Linked DNA regions of Mus musculus: all the other regions are linked to region 3. A link is a contact called in public Hi-C and promoter capture Hi-C data. All regions are on one chromosome and are shown on one strand. Each heading gives the region's core, a stretch centred on a gene start, on an enhancer-like site or on the middle of the called end of the contact. The rest is flanking DNA. Distances are from core to core; before and after follow the strand shown.

Region 1 (4,140 bases), core at 684-3,183, 360 kb after region 3:
AATTTCTGAAACCCATATCCTCTGAGCACTACTTCACTCTCCCGGCTTGTGGGTGGAGGTCCCATCTCAGAACCCAAATCCATGAATCCTCAATACCATGAACCCTCCTCTTTGAAGGATTCAAGAACCAAGCCGTATTGTTATCCACTTCTCTTAGTACTCATTAGCTACTAACTACAAGACCTGACGTTATGAGTTCTAACCTTCCAGATTCTTCTTTTTTTGTTTTGTTTTTTATTTATTTATTTATTTATTTATTTTCAAGACAGTGTCTCTGTGTGGCCCTGCACGTCTGTCCTGGAACTCACTCTGAAGACCATGCTGGCCTCAAACTCAGAGATCCGCCTGCCTCTGTCTCCTGAGTTCTGAGACTAAAGGCCACCGCTGAACCAGGAACCTTCCCACTTCTAAACACTGCTTCCTCTGTTCTCATTCTCTTGAGCCCCAGGATGAGTGGACTACCAAATCCATAAGGCCACTCTCAAAATCCTAGTGAGACCTAGCTCTCAATGTCCCTATCCCTTTCTGTCTTTTGAAGCTCCTTAGTCTTGTCAGCTTACTTTCCCGCTTCCAGCTCTGACCCGGACCCGGTGAGGACCTGTCAGATCTTCTTTTCATAACTTCTCCATCTTCCCCTTTGATTCAAGTTTACTGAGAAGTCCACAAATCCCATTCCCTTTTTGGAGTCTTTCTCACCTCCCAGAATGCACTAATGAGTGGGCTCCTGCATGACGTAGCCCCCTCCGTGGTACCCATATGTGGTACCCATATAAGGCAAAACAGCTGCCAACTAAAGCCGGGAGGGGCTGTGCGAAGGCCAAGGGCAGCTGCTAAGTTTAGGGTGGCTCCTTCTCTCTTCTTAGAGACAACAGGTGGCTGGGCCCCAGTGCCCAGAAAAGAAAATGTCTTAGTGGCATTGGCATGGACTGGAGGAGGGCAAGGGAGGGAACACATTCCTCAGGACATCAGGTCCTAAAGGGAGCAGGAGGAGATGCGTACCATTGCCAGCCTGGGGTTCCTATACTGCGGTTTCCCTAGATTCCCACTGCATGGATCAGTATGGGCCACTGAGGCCCAGAACATTATGAAAGTCACAACATCAGCCAAGCTAGCATTTTCCCAGAAAGGAAAAGATACTGGTTATGCTACCTGGGAGAGGATGGCTGGGGCCTCTGTGTTTTCTCTGAGGTCCAGCAAGAAGCCTAAACCTTGCAGGGCGTGGTGGCGCACGCCTTTAATCCCAGCACTTGGGAGGCAGAGGCAGGTGGATTTCTGAGTTCAAGGCCAGCCTGGTGTACAGAGTGAGTTCCAGGACAGCCAGGACTATATAGAGAAACCCTGTCTCAAAAAAACCAAAAAAAAAAAAAAAAAAAAGCCTAAACCTCTCTTGCTTCAATCCTTTCTTTTCAAGTGCACCGATGATGTCTCTGCTTGTTGTTGCAAACCCCACAGCATTTGGTCACCAACCTTAACATCAAGCCCCATCCTGATTCTGGCAATCCTAACAGCTGACTTTCACTGTGCTGGCCTTTGCCCATGTGCCCTGCGGTCTGCTCACTGGTCCTCACCTCACTCACTTCCTTAGCTTCCTGCTGAGTTTTGCTGTTGTCATTTGCTTACTTGCCTGCTTGCTTGCTAAAGTGAACCCACAAAACCAAGCATACTGTCTATTGGCACAAAATGCTTACTGAGTTTAGATCTGTGCCCACCCCACTCAGGGGCTCAAAAGTCTAGTTCATCTCTTCCAGAACTGTGGGCTTCCCTGAGCCCCTCTGAATCCTGGCACACTGCAGTCCCCCTTTGGGAGAAAGAACATCCCTTCCTACCTAGGTCCTAACGAGACTTGCATCCCAAGGCCTCCTCCCCCTCCCTTCCTGGGCTCCAGCTGCTGCAGGCCTCCAAGAAAGGAGAGGCCCCTGAGCTGGGCTATTTTAGTATCTGGGGTGGGTATCCACAGGGCTAAGGTTACCACGGTATGTTAAGGGCTGCCGGGGCAGGACTATATAACCCCAGAAGAACTGCTCCAAGCAGATTCTCTTCCTTTTTCCATCTGGAGCTACTGCCTTGCCCCCAGGAGATCTAAGACATGGTGAGTGAAGATTCCTCCCAACCTAGCATTAGCTCAGGATAGCCCTACCCTTCAAAAAAAAAAAAAGGGTGCTGCTTCTCATTCCAACTACAGGCAAAATATGAACCCTCTCTCTTAGCACCAGAATGGGGCCAGAGGAGAGTGATGGGCTGAAAGGTTCAGTCAAGGATAATATGCTCAGATATCTAACCATGATGTCTAGGGGTAGGGGTAGACCTGTTCAAAGTCTGTTCCACCCCTTTCTATCATTTCCTAAAGTCCTCAGACGAATGAGATGATCCTGCTTGCATTTTGTAAGTGGGAACTAGAGGTTCAGATAGGGCCAGTGAGTAGATTAAGCTAGCAAGTATGGACGCCAAGTTGGCAGGCAGAGGATTCTGAGAAGGGCACTTGTCAGTCAGGATGAAGTGATCTGGGAGCTATAGTTGGGAATTAAGACACACAGCCAAAATGAGGCCCCTTAGCCAAGAGGTGCCAAGAAAAAGAAGAGTTATTCTATAAAAATGGACTCAAAGAACTCCGAATCTGAATCTGATCAGGCATAATGGGTATGCCTGTAATTTCAACTGCTTTAAAGCCTGAAGAGGTAGGAATCCAGGAGTCCAGGAGTTCAAGGCCAGCCTGAGTTATGCAGTGAGACCAGTCTAAAAAAGAAAAACAAAAAGAAAAGAGGAGGAGAATCTGGGTGTGGTGATGAATATCTTTATTCTCAGCAGGAAGAAGCAGGCAGATCTCCTGGGTTCAAGGAAAGGAAGACTGGGTCTATAGAATAGGCCCCAGGGCTAAATCATGAGACCACGTCTCAGGGTGGGGGTGGGGAGGGACAGGGTTGGGGTTGAGGATGTAGCCTGCCTAGCATGCACAAGCAACCAAATAAAATAGGATGTGCTGCTCGTGACGCTAACCCTGGAACTCGCACGGTCAAGGTTAGAGACGGAGGCACGGTGAGCAGGCCAAGGTCATCCTCTGTTAAGTAGCAAGTCTGAGGGCTCCATGAGACCCTGTCCTTAACAGAAACAAAAGTCTGGTTTGCTGCTCCCAGGAGAGAGGTACAGGAACTGGCCTGTAACTCCCCTGTTCAACCTTTACCCTCACAGGCACCCAAGAAGGCCAAGAGAAGGGCAGGAGCGGAAGGGAGCTCCAACGTCTTCTCCATGTTTGACCAGACTCAGATCCAGGAGTTCAAGGAGGTGAGAGTGGGAGGCTAAGGAAAGCCTCCCCAACCCTCCTCCCCACCCTCCTCCCTACCCCTCCTTCCCAGAAAGTGCACCTGTTGAGGGAGGAGGAGAATCCTTCCCCTCCCTTCAAAGGGTGGAGGGGGACAGCTGGCTCAGGGCCAGAATCTGATCTGCCTTGGGCCAATTCCTGGTTTCATCTGTCCTCACCCCTACCCCTCCACAGGCGTTCACTGTAATTGATCAGAACAGGGATGGCATTATCGACAAAGAGGATCTTCGGGACACCTTTGCAGCCATGGGTGAGGCCCCTACTCCTATCTATAAATGTTGAAAGCTATGGAGTTGGAGGGGAATCCAGTGGCTTCAGGCCTTAATCTGCCCAGATGAAAAAAATGAATGAGCTAATATAAGCTTATGAGAAGCACACCTCTGGTCCCCAACACCCAACTCCAACCCCTAACGCTCACCCCATTCAGGCCGTCTCAATGTGAAGAATGAGGAACTCGACGCTATGATGAAGGAAGCCAGTGGGCCCATCAACTTCACTGTCTTCCTGACCATGTTTGGGGAAAAGCTTAAGGGTGAGTAAAAGGTTCTCCACCCAAGACCCTGGTTGCTCTTTCCAGACCTTTGGGGACGCGCTAGACTCGTGTCCTCTGTCCCTGCAGGTGCGGACCCGGAGGATGTGATCACTGGAGCCTTCAAGGTCCTGGACCCAGAAGGGAAGGGCACCATCAAAAAGCAGTTGTGAGTGGCTCCCTCTAGTGGCTCTACTGTCTTTTCCAAAAATCCCTGCTTAGGGGTGACAGGTTGACAGAATGCATGAGCAGTAAGGACTGGGTGACATTTTTATAATAACTAAGGGAAGAAATT
Region 2 (4,438 bases), core at 215-2,714, 320 kb after region 3:
TTAGGATTGGTAAATGAATGGCATCATGTAGCAGGCGCTAAGTCAGCATGAACAAGCCAGTGACATGTCTCCACTCCAACTGCAAGCTGCAGGAGAAAGTGAGAAACAACCCCAGCAGCTGCGTCCCTGTGCACATGCTAGCATGCAGGGAGTGTTAAAGCTGAAAATTTCTAAGAGAAAGACCAAATCGACAACTGACCTATTAAAGCAAGCTTTATGTAATACTGGCTAGGACAATGGACCCTGGCCAGATCCATACCCAGGATCCATGAAGATTGGCCCCCAATTAGGTCAGACGGGTGCCTACAAAGGTCAAACCCACAGGCTCTGGTACTTTCTGCTTCCATACATCCTGATGTACTACTTCCTGCCCATGTGTCTTCTGCCTACTGGCGATCAAGGTCTTCCTGTGCAGCATGGGCAACCAAGCTTGTGTACTGAAGGGAAAACACAGGCCTTGTTATCTGACGTGAACAGCAGCCCAGGGAGTTACCTGTCCTTGGGCAAATGGGATTAGCCTTTACAGTCCCCATGTGCAATGTTTAGAACAAAGAAAGTGAAAAAATATATATATAGGGTATGGTGGGATATATTTGTAATCCAGCATTAAGAGACTGAGATAGGAGGATCAAGAGTTTGAGGCCAGCCTGGTAGATTCAGGGAAGCCTGGGTTACAAAGTGAGACAAAAAAAGGGGGGGGGGCAAACTACCCATCAGATAGAAAAGATAGGTAGACCAGATATTCAAACAATAAAACAGTAGAAAACAAGCTAAAGAATGAGAGGCTCTTGTGAGTAGACATTTCTCAAAAGGACGCAGGTATGTGGGCTCATGCAACCAAAGTCACAAAACATCTGGGAGCACTGGTGTTGCTCATAATCTCAGTTCTGGGGAGCTGACTGCAGGGGAGTCCCTGGGGCTCACTCAACAGCCAGGTCCAGGGCCTAGTGAGAGACCCCGTCTAACACAAGGTTGATCTTTGCCTCCACTTACGTGCATATACATACCTGCACACAGACACACACACATATACAAAAAAATAAAACCTTTTAAAATATGGAATTAGAAGCTGGGTGTAATGGTGCATGCCTTCTATCCCAGCAATTCCGGGAGGTAGAGGCAGGAGGATCTCTGTGAGTTTGAGGCCAGCATGGTCTACACAGAAAGTATGTAACACAGAAAAGGATGTAACACAGAAAAACCCTATCTCAAAAAAATAAAGAAACTAGCAAAGAAAACCAGGAGTTAGGTTTGGTGGCTTGTATGTTTAATCCTATCACCCAAGAGGCTGAGGCAGGAAACCCACAGGTTTGAGGCCAGCCTGGGCTATAAATTGAGACCCTGTGCTTCAAAAAGCAAAGCTAACAGCAACAAGAAGTGCTTGAGAGGAGGAGGAGAAGGGAACACTCAGACATTCTTGGTGAGAATGCAAATTAGTATAACCATTATGGAAAACAGTACAAAGGTTCCTCAAAATGCTAGAAACCGGGCTGGGAAGTAGCTCCATGGCAGACAATGTGCATCACATGAGAGGGTTTAATCCCTAGAGAAAAAGAGAAGTATCGTTTGAAAGGTCTTGGGATATCATAACGCTGAAATGATATGAAATGAGAGTCAGGCACAGCGGCACACACCTGCAACCCCAGCACTGGAGAAGAAGGGGGGGGGGCGTTCAAAGCCAGCCTGGCCTAGCTTACATGGAAAGTTCCAGTACAGTCATGAAAGAGCCATCACCTAGGCAATTCTCAGTCACCCCACACTTCCTGGCTTGTCAGGCATGTCCCCAGACTAAGTTATGCAAAGGCTCTGAGAATAGTTCAAAAGAACAACCTTATAAAGTCCCAGATGATAATTACCAACGAAAGGCTACTTCAAAGCTTACACGCGCCATCACTCCAGATTCATGTGAGATACGAGAAACCACGTGTGACATTGTCCAAAACCAAAACCACGAAAAGCAAACAGAACCATTTGATCCAGCAATCCAGCTACTGGGTAAATGGACAGGGAGGGAAGCCTGTGTCCAAGAGCTATCTGCACTGTCACATTGTCACAACTGTCACAGACGAAGGGGTTTGCCTTCTCCAAATGCCTAGCAGCCTTGGGGCCTGGTTAGTTTTGTATCAACTTGACACAGGCTAGAGTTTTCTGGAAAAAGGAACCTCAATTGAGAAAATACCTCCTTTAGACTGTAGGCATATCTGTGACAGGATTTTAGAATTCTCGTATTGCACATGAATCTGGAGTGATGGCGCGTGTAAGCTTTGAAGTAGCCTTTTGTTGGTAATTATCATCTGGGACTTTATAAGGTTGTTCTTTTGAACTATTCTCAGAGCCTTTGCATAACTTAGTCTAGGGGCATGCCTGACAAACCAGGAAGTGTGGAGTGACTGAGAATTGCTTAGGTGGCGGGTCTTTCAAGACAACCGGGAGATCAGATAAGAAGTTTTGGTATGTGGAAATTGACTTGATAAGGTGCCTTTTAGGTAACAATAAAGAGCATCTAGGGAGCTGTCAGTGTTCAGTCCTTGCTAGGCTGATCCCCCTGCTGCAGAGAATTTCATCTCTTTTATTCTGTCCATCCTCCCAGTAGGGCACTTTCTTGATTAAAGATTGTTCTGGAATGGCCCATCCTCCTGTGGGTGGTGCTACCCCTGAACAAGGGAGACTGGGTTCCAGAAGAAAGCAGACTGAGCAAGCTATGCAGAGCAAGCCAGTAAGCAGCAGCCATCTCCCTGCTTCCCCCCACCCCCCAACCTCTACTCCAGTTCCTGCCTTGAGTTCCTGCCCTGACTTCCCTCAGGGTAGACTGCATGAAATGATCCTTTTCCTTCCCACGATGTTTTTAGTCATGCTGTTTATCACAGCAATAGAACAACCAGGATTTGACCCAGCTCTGCCTATTGGCTTGTTGCTGGGCATTTGTCTGTATACTGAGGCTCTTGGAATTCTATTTTCCAGTTGCTAATATTCCACAACAGAAAAACTGATCTATGAAGTTTCTGTTTCTGTAAAATACCACTGCTGTGGTGGTGGTGCGTGTCTGTGATCCCAGCCCTGGAGAGGCAGAGGCAGGTAGATCTCTGTGGGTTTAAAATTGTTCTGGTAAAAAAATAAATAAAATAAAATAAAATTGTCCTGGTCTACATAGCAAGTTCCAGGGTGGGGAGGGCTACATAGTGAGACCCTGTTTCAAACAAAAAATAAACTCACAAAGCATTTTTCCTGGTTGAGTTTGGCATCCAGGGTCCCTGCAGCCAGCCATCATGAGCTGCCCCTGAGCAGGCAGTAAGGGTCTCCATATCAGGACTCAGAGGGCTCAGTGCTCCAGGTCAGAGCCCAGGGCCTTTATTTCACCTTGGGATCCTGTGTAATGCTTGGGGAATGAGGCCAGGGGAGGACGAACCTCGAGCCTCGAGGACAGGCAGCATCCTTTAGGTATCTTTCCCTGGTAGGATCTCCTTCTCAGGGAAGGGAAAGGCAGGGGCCTCTGCTGGCCTGTCAGGGTCAGGGCTGGAAAACCCGTAGGTTCTATGATTTGGGATTTCATCATTTCTTTTTCCCTTAAGTTTCTGGTTGCTTTCACTGATTCTCTCTGTGCATGTGTGTGTGTGTGTGTGTGTGTGTGTGCATCAGATCCCATTATAGATGGTTCTAATTCTGAGCATATGTGCATGAGTGTATGCATGTGTGTATAAGTATGTGTATGTTTTTCTGGTTGCTTAATTAATTCTGTGTGTGTGTGTGTCTTGTACATCTGTGTGTCTGTATGTTTGTATCTCTCTCTCTCTCTCTCTCTCTCTCTCTCTCTCTCTCTCTCTCTCTCTGTGTGTGTGTGTGTGTGTGTGTGTGTGTGTGTGTGAAGGCAGAAAAGGGCATAAGATCTCTGGGAGCTCGAGTGATAGGCAGTTGTGCGGCACTTGGTGTGGTGCTAAGACTGAACTTGGTCCCATGTTTTTTTGGGGTTTTTTTTTGTTTTTGGTTTTTCGAGACAGGGTTTCTCTGTATAGCCCTGGCTGTCCTGGAACTCACTTTGTAGACCAGGCTGGCCTCGAACTCAGAAATCCGCCTGCCTCTGCCTCCCGAGTGTTGGGATTAAAGGCGTGCGCCACCACGCCCGGCGGTCCCATGTTTTAAACACCAAGCCATCTCTCGAGCCTCCAGGCTCAGTTTTGCTTACTTGGTTCTGGGGATGGAACTCATATGCTTGTGCATCTAGCAACTTAGCAACCAAGCCATCTCCTCCAAATTTTTTTTCAAGATTTATTCATTTATACATGTTAGTGCTGTATTTGCATCTATGCCTGCAGGACAGAAGAGGGCATCAGATCCCAGTATAGAGGGTTGTGAGCCATCATGTGGTTGCTGGGAATTGAACTTAGGTCCTCTGGAAAAGCAGCCAGTCCTCTTAAATGATGAATCATCTTTCCAGCTCCCA
Region 3 (4,205 bases), core at 323-2,822:
GGTGGTGCATGGCTTTAATACTAGGACTCGGGAGGCAGAGACAGGTGGATCTGAGTTCGAGGTCAGCCTGGTCTAAAAGCACGGTGAGTTCCAGAACAACCAGGACTATACTGAGATACCCTATCTCAAAAAAAAAAAAAGTTGTAGGTAAGAATCTTGAACTATTATTGTGTATATTGCTGGGTATATTGCTAGGATAAGGTCGGAGCTGGAGTTCCAAAGAGCATGTGTATTTGTGATCCAGTGTCAGACCAGTTGCACCAGCAGTGCCATTAACTCATTTAATTAGTAAGTTAAGAGTGCTGAGACTTGAATTTTGCCCATTTCATAGGTGACTGGTATTGTGTTATATAATGTGACTTTATAGTATTCTTTTAAAAAAGTTTTAAAATACAAACATGTAAAATTTACATGTAACGACTACCATGTTATCTTTTCTTTTTCTTTCTTTCTTTTTTTTTTCCAGAGACAGTTTCTCTGTGTAGCCCTGGCTGTTCTGGAACTCACTCTGTAGACCAGGCTGGTATCGAACTCAGAGATCCGCCTGCTTCTGCCTCCCGAGTTCTGGGATTAAAATTGTGTGCCACTATGCCCAGCCCATGTTATCTTTTTTATTTGGTGTTAGGGATCATACACTGTACCAGGGGCCGCAGGCCTGGACAATGTTCAAGTGTACAGTTAGTCAGTATTAAGCATAGTCACATGTTGGGCAGAAGAATTTCTCTGTTGAGTCCCAATATTTAGTGAGGCTGACTTAGTGTCAGGCCGGTCCGAGATGAATCAGCCCCTGTTCTCTGCCGCAACTCCCCGGCTGTAAACAGGGAGATTTAAACTGTCATCAGAGCTGAGTCTAAGGGTTATGGATAGAGGAATATAGAGAGATATAAGTGTGTGTGTGTGTGTGTGTGTGTGTGTGTGTGTGTGTGAGTGTGTGTGTGTGCACTCCAGAAGACTGCTAGGATCAGGTGACTGTAATGACCCGGAAGGCAGTTTTCAGGAGCAAAGGATCCTAGAGGTGGCGGCAATGCTCTGAAACTGAAGGTTACTTGCCAGCTGTGGCCAGGGGATTCTTGGCTTGAAGGGCCTCTCTGAGGATTTGGTCTTTCCAGGAGGTAAGTTCAGGACGCAAGAAAATCAAAGGTTAGGGTTGAAGCCTCCTGTTAGCACACAGCCTGTAATCCCAGTGAGGTAGGAGAGTCAGGAGTTCAAGGCCAACCCAAGCTTCCCATCTGGCTAATGCCCATTAAGATATTTAAAAAACAAGACAGAAGGCTAGTGGCGAGAGGCAGGAGGCAGTTCGTGGTAACTGAAGGTTCGAGGGACAGAACTGGAGATGACAGAGGGTGGTGGGAGATGTGGGTCTGATAAAGAGACCTAGGTTCTAAGGGCTGAGTTGAATCACAAGATGGAAGGAGGGATGGGAAAGCCAGTCTTCTTCCGAATGTGGTTCCCCAGAGCGGCAGGAGCAGGTCTCTCCTCTTTCGCCGGCGGGTCCCTAGGTCACTGCGGATCTCTAAGCCACACCCACGGACACCCAGGGGTAGGACAGCTGCCCTTTCCTTTCCCCTCTGGTGCTTTCTAGGATGGGGGTGTGAGTGGAAACCAGCGTCGCTATGGCAACCAGGCCGGGTGGTCGGGCCCTGGAGCCCTGGGAGCCAGCGAAGGCGAGAGGCGGGGCAGCGGGAGGCGCCAGGGCTGCGCGGCGGGGCGGGGGCCTGGGTCTCCCGGGAGGAGCTGGGGAACACCGGGCGCCTCTCGCGGAGGTGCACGCCAAGTTCTCGGGTGAGTGTGCACGCGTGTGAGCTGGCCCAAGGCTCACGGGCGGGCGTGAGCACGAGCACACGTGTCGAGTGTGCACTCGCGTGCGTTCTGGGGCCCGTGTCTGGCCCTCTGCGCCCCGCGCCCCTCCCGGCCGCCCGCAGCAGCTCCCGCCACTCCCGCCCCGCGCCGCTTCTCGCTCGGTCCTCGCCCGCCGCGCCGCAGTCGCCGCCGCCGCCCAGCCTGCGCCCACGGGCCGCCCGTGCCGGGCACCTGTTGGAGGCTCAGGGACAGGTGCGGGGGCTGGACTGGCCAGGGGAGCGCGGGTGAGGGTGAGAGGCGGAGAAAACGAGGCAGGGGGTCCCTACCTTGGGAGAACGGATGACCCGGGTTAGGGATAGGCAGGCAGGCAGGCAGGCAGGCAGAAGCTTGGGCTGAGTGAAGAGAAGCCTAGAGGGGTGGGTGACACCCTGGCCAGCCCCGCGCCTGGTGCAGAAGATGGCCAGAGCTTCAGAGCAAGCAGCAAAGGAGGGAAGCTGTGGGGTCCCTGGAGGACTTGAGGGGATGGGGACAGAGGGAGAGCCCAGGATGAGAGGAAAACCCTGGAAAGGTGACAGAGGGACAATGTGCAGGTAGTGAGCAGGGTTAAGGGGGAGTCACGACCTGTCTGCTTTAGGACTGATCTGGCAACCCACCCAGCCCTTTGTGAAGCCAGGCCTCCTGCCTGCCCACCAGCCAGCGCAGATCATCTTTTCCCTCGACACCCAGGAAGGGAGGGCAGTGAGGTTCCTACAGACCCCAGCCGGCCACTCCAGCTCTACACCCGTCTCCCAGTCAGAGGTGCTGCATGAGGGGCCGCAGGGGCGATCGCATGACCATCAACATCCAGGAGCACATGGCCATCAACGTGTGCCCTGGACCCATCAGGCCCATCCGCCAGATCTCCGACTACTTCCCTCGCAGGGGGCCAGGACCAGAGGGTGGCGGCGGCGGCGGTGGCACGGGCTGCGGGGAAGCCCCAGCTCATCTGGCCCCTCTGGCTCTGGCCCCCCCTGCGGCTCTCCTTGGGGCCACTACACCCGACGATGGAGCTGAGGTAGACAGCTACGACTCGGATGATACCAGTGAGTCTGGGGGCTCAGTGAGCTTGTGGGAGAGAGCAGCCTCCTGAATGTGTGCGTGGAGGATGGGGAGGAGGGAGGGCAGTCCCGCCACCACAGCTGCAGTCTGGGTGCAGATTACAGCTTCAGCAAGGCTCAATATTCAATATTTCTGCTGAGACACTCCACCACCCACACAGACAGTTGCGGCCGAGCCAGGGACCTAGACGCAGGCATGCACATGGCTGCTCAGCCTCCTGCACATACACTGGCAGGCCAGCAGAGATGTGGACACATCCTTTTAGCCACCAGGTCTCACACCTTGACCTGGACCAAAGACTCATACTACCTTCTCTCTCTCTCCTTGCCCTTTTTCTGCAGCCGCCCTGGGCACACTGGAATTTGACCTTCTCTATGATCAGGCTTCCTGCATGCTGCACTGTAGAATCCTCAGGGCCAAGGTGTGTATCCCTCCTTCCTAGGCTGTCACCCTTGGGGAGAGGTTCCATCTTCCCCCCAATCAGAGGTACTCCTTCCTGCTCCTTCTGCATCTCTGGAACTGTACTCTGTGGGGAATCTAGTCCTGCAGGAGGCGGGAGAAAGGCTTGGGGGTCTAAAGTCCCCTTTGCATCCTGTCCTCCAGGGCCTCAAGCCCATGGATTTCAATGGCCTGGCTGACCCCTATGTAAAGCTTCACCTCCTGCCAGGAGCCTGCAAGGTATGTCTCCTTCCAGGACCGGCTTGGTTTATGGGTCCCTTCCTACCCCCACCTTTGGGGCTGGCAGGGTCCATGCATCAGAACCCTTTGTCCCCCATGCCCCAGGCCAATAAGCTAAAAACCAAGACACAGAGGAACACACTGAACCCTGTGTGGAATGAGGAGCTGACGTACAGCGGGATCACGGATGATGACATCACCCACAAGGTGCTCAGGTGAGGGCAGCGCCTCTGGGCAAGCTGGCATTGTAATGTTTGTTTGGTCCATCTCTTTATGTCCGATCAAGACTGTCTCGTTGATACCCCACCATACCCAGTGGCTCCCCAGCCCCTCAGCAGCAGGTTCAAATGTTCTTACAGGTCTTCTAGCTGGGGCCTGGGTTTGGCATCCGAAGGCCTTCAGCCGTGCCTACAAGTTCTTGGCTTCCCCTGCCAACCTCAGTCTTTGATATCTGAGGCTCAGCCCCAAACATGCCTCTTCTGGAAAGATTTCTCTGCTCTCCAAGACCCCCTTCCATAGCCTTTGGCTTCAGTCAGATCTACACACCCCGGGCTGCCTGCCCTATGCCATATCTACCTATAATCTGAGGAGGAAAGTCTTCCCGGTCAGAGAACTTGCCACCACCCTAG

What was found. Promoter capture Hi-C pulls out the DNA fragments that hold promoters and counts their contacts. A called contact is a pair of places that touch in the nucleus more often than the background predicts.
Region 1: a promoter capture Hi-C map of liver shows a contact between it and region 3, with 5 times the contacts expected there. The contact joins the promoter of Mylpf here to the promoter of Doc2a in region 3. A contact is called at or near these places in 18 of 39 promoter capture datasets (the C10 cell line, HPC-7-derived erythroid cells, the SN4741 cell line and 11 more), 1 of 15 datasets of contacts at CTCF or cohesin (embryonic stem cells), 5 of 484 Hi-C or Micro-C datasets (B cells, the G1E-ER4 cell line, bone marrow-derived macrophages and 1 more), 14 of 115 datasets of contacts at active chromatin or transcription factors (the 230-238 cell line, T-cell acute lymphoblastic leukemia, bone marrow-derived macrophages and 9 more) and 3 of 9 other capture datasets (adipose tissue, liver and pancreatic islet).
Region 2: a contact with region 3 is called in a Hi-C map of bone marrow-derived macrophages, with 25 read pairs. The contact joins the enhancer-like site here to the promoter of Doc2a in region 3. A contact is called at or near these places in 14 of 39 promoter capture datasets (the 3T3-L1 cell line, 3T3-L1-derived adipocytes, the C10 cell line and 9 more), 1 of 15 datasets of contacts at CTCF or cohesin (the NIH/3T3 cell line), 6 of 484 Hi-C or Micro-C datasets (bone marrow-derived macrophages, cerebral cortex, cumulus cells and 3 more), 7 of 115 datasets of contacts at active chromatin or transcription factors (craniofacial prominence, embryonic basal ganglia, embryonic hindbrain and 4 more) and 4 of 9 other capture datasets (adipose tissue, embryonic stem cells, liver and 1 more).

The regions. Positions count from the first base shown.
Region 1 is chr7:127,209,675-127,213,814 of GRCm38.p6, forward strand. It overlaps Mylpf (myosin light chain, phosphorylatable, fast skeletal muscle), which reads left to right and starts at 1,934. Exons shown (of 7, transcript NM_016754.5): 1 at 1,934-2,089; 2 at 3,187-3,279; 3 at 3,491-3,566; 4 at 3,744-3,848; 5 at 3,936-4,014. The coding sequence starts at 2,087. It also overlaps a transcript of Septin1 not described here.
Region 2 is chr7:127,164,302-127,168,739 of GRCm38.p6, forward strand. No RefSeq gene overlaps it. Among named protein-coding and RNA genes, the nearest start is that of Spn, 29 kb to the left of the region's middle. Within about 2 kb of position 1,465, at least 24 of the 459 cell types and tissues checked have an H3K27ac peak or open chromatin away from gene starts, as enhancers often do. A contact at or near this core is called in bone marrow-derived macrophages and group 2 innate lymphoid cells, where this site is marked.
Region 3 is chr7:126,845,981-126,850,185 of GRCm38.p6, forward strand. It overlaps Doc2a (double C2, alpha), which reads left to right and starts at 1,573. Exons shown (of 11, transcript NM_010069.1): 1 at 1,573-2,052; 2 at 2,435-2,882; 3 at 3,240-3,319; 4 at 3,502-3,576; 5 at 3,682-3,791. The coding sequence starts at 2,606.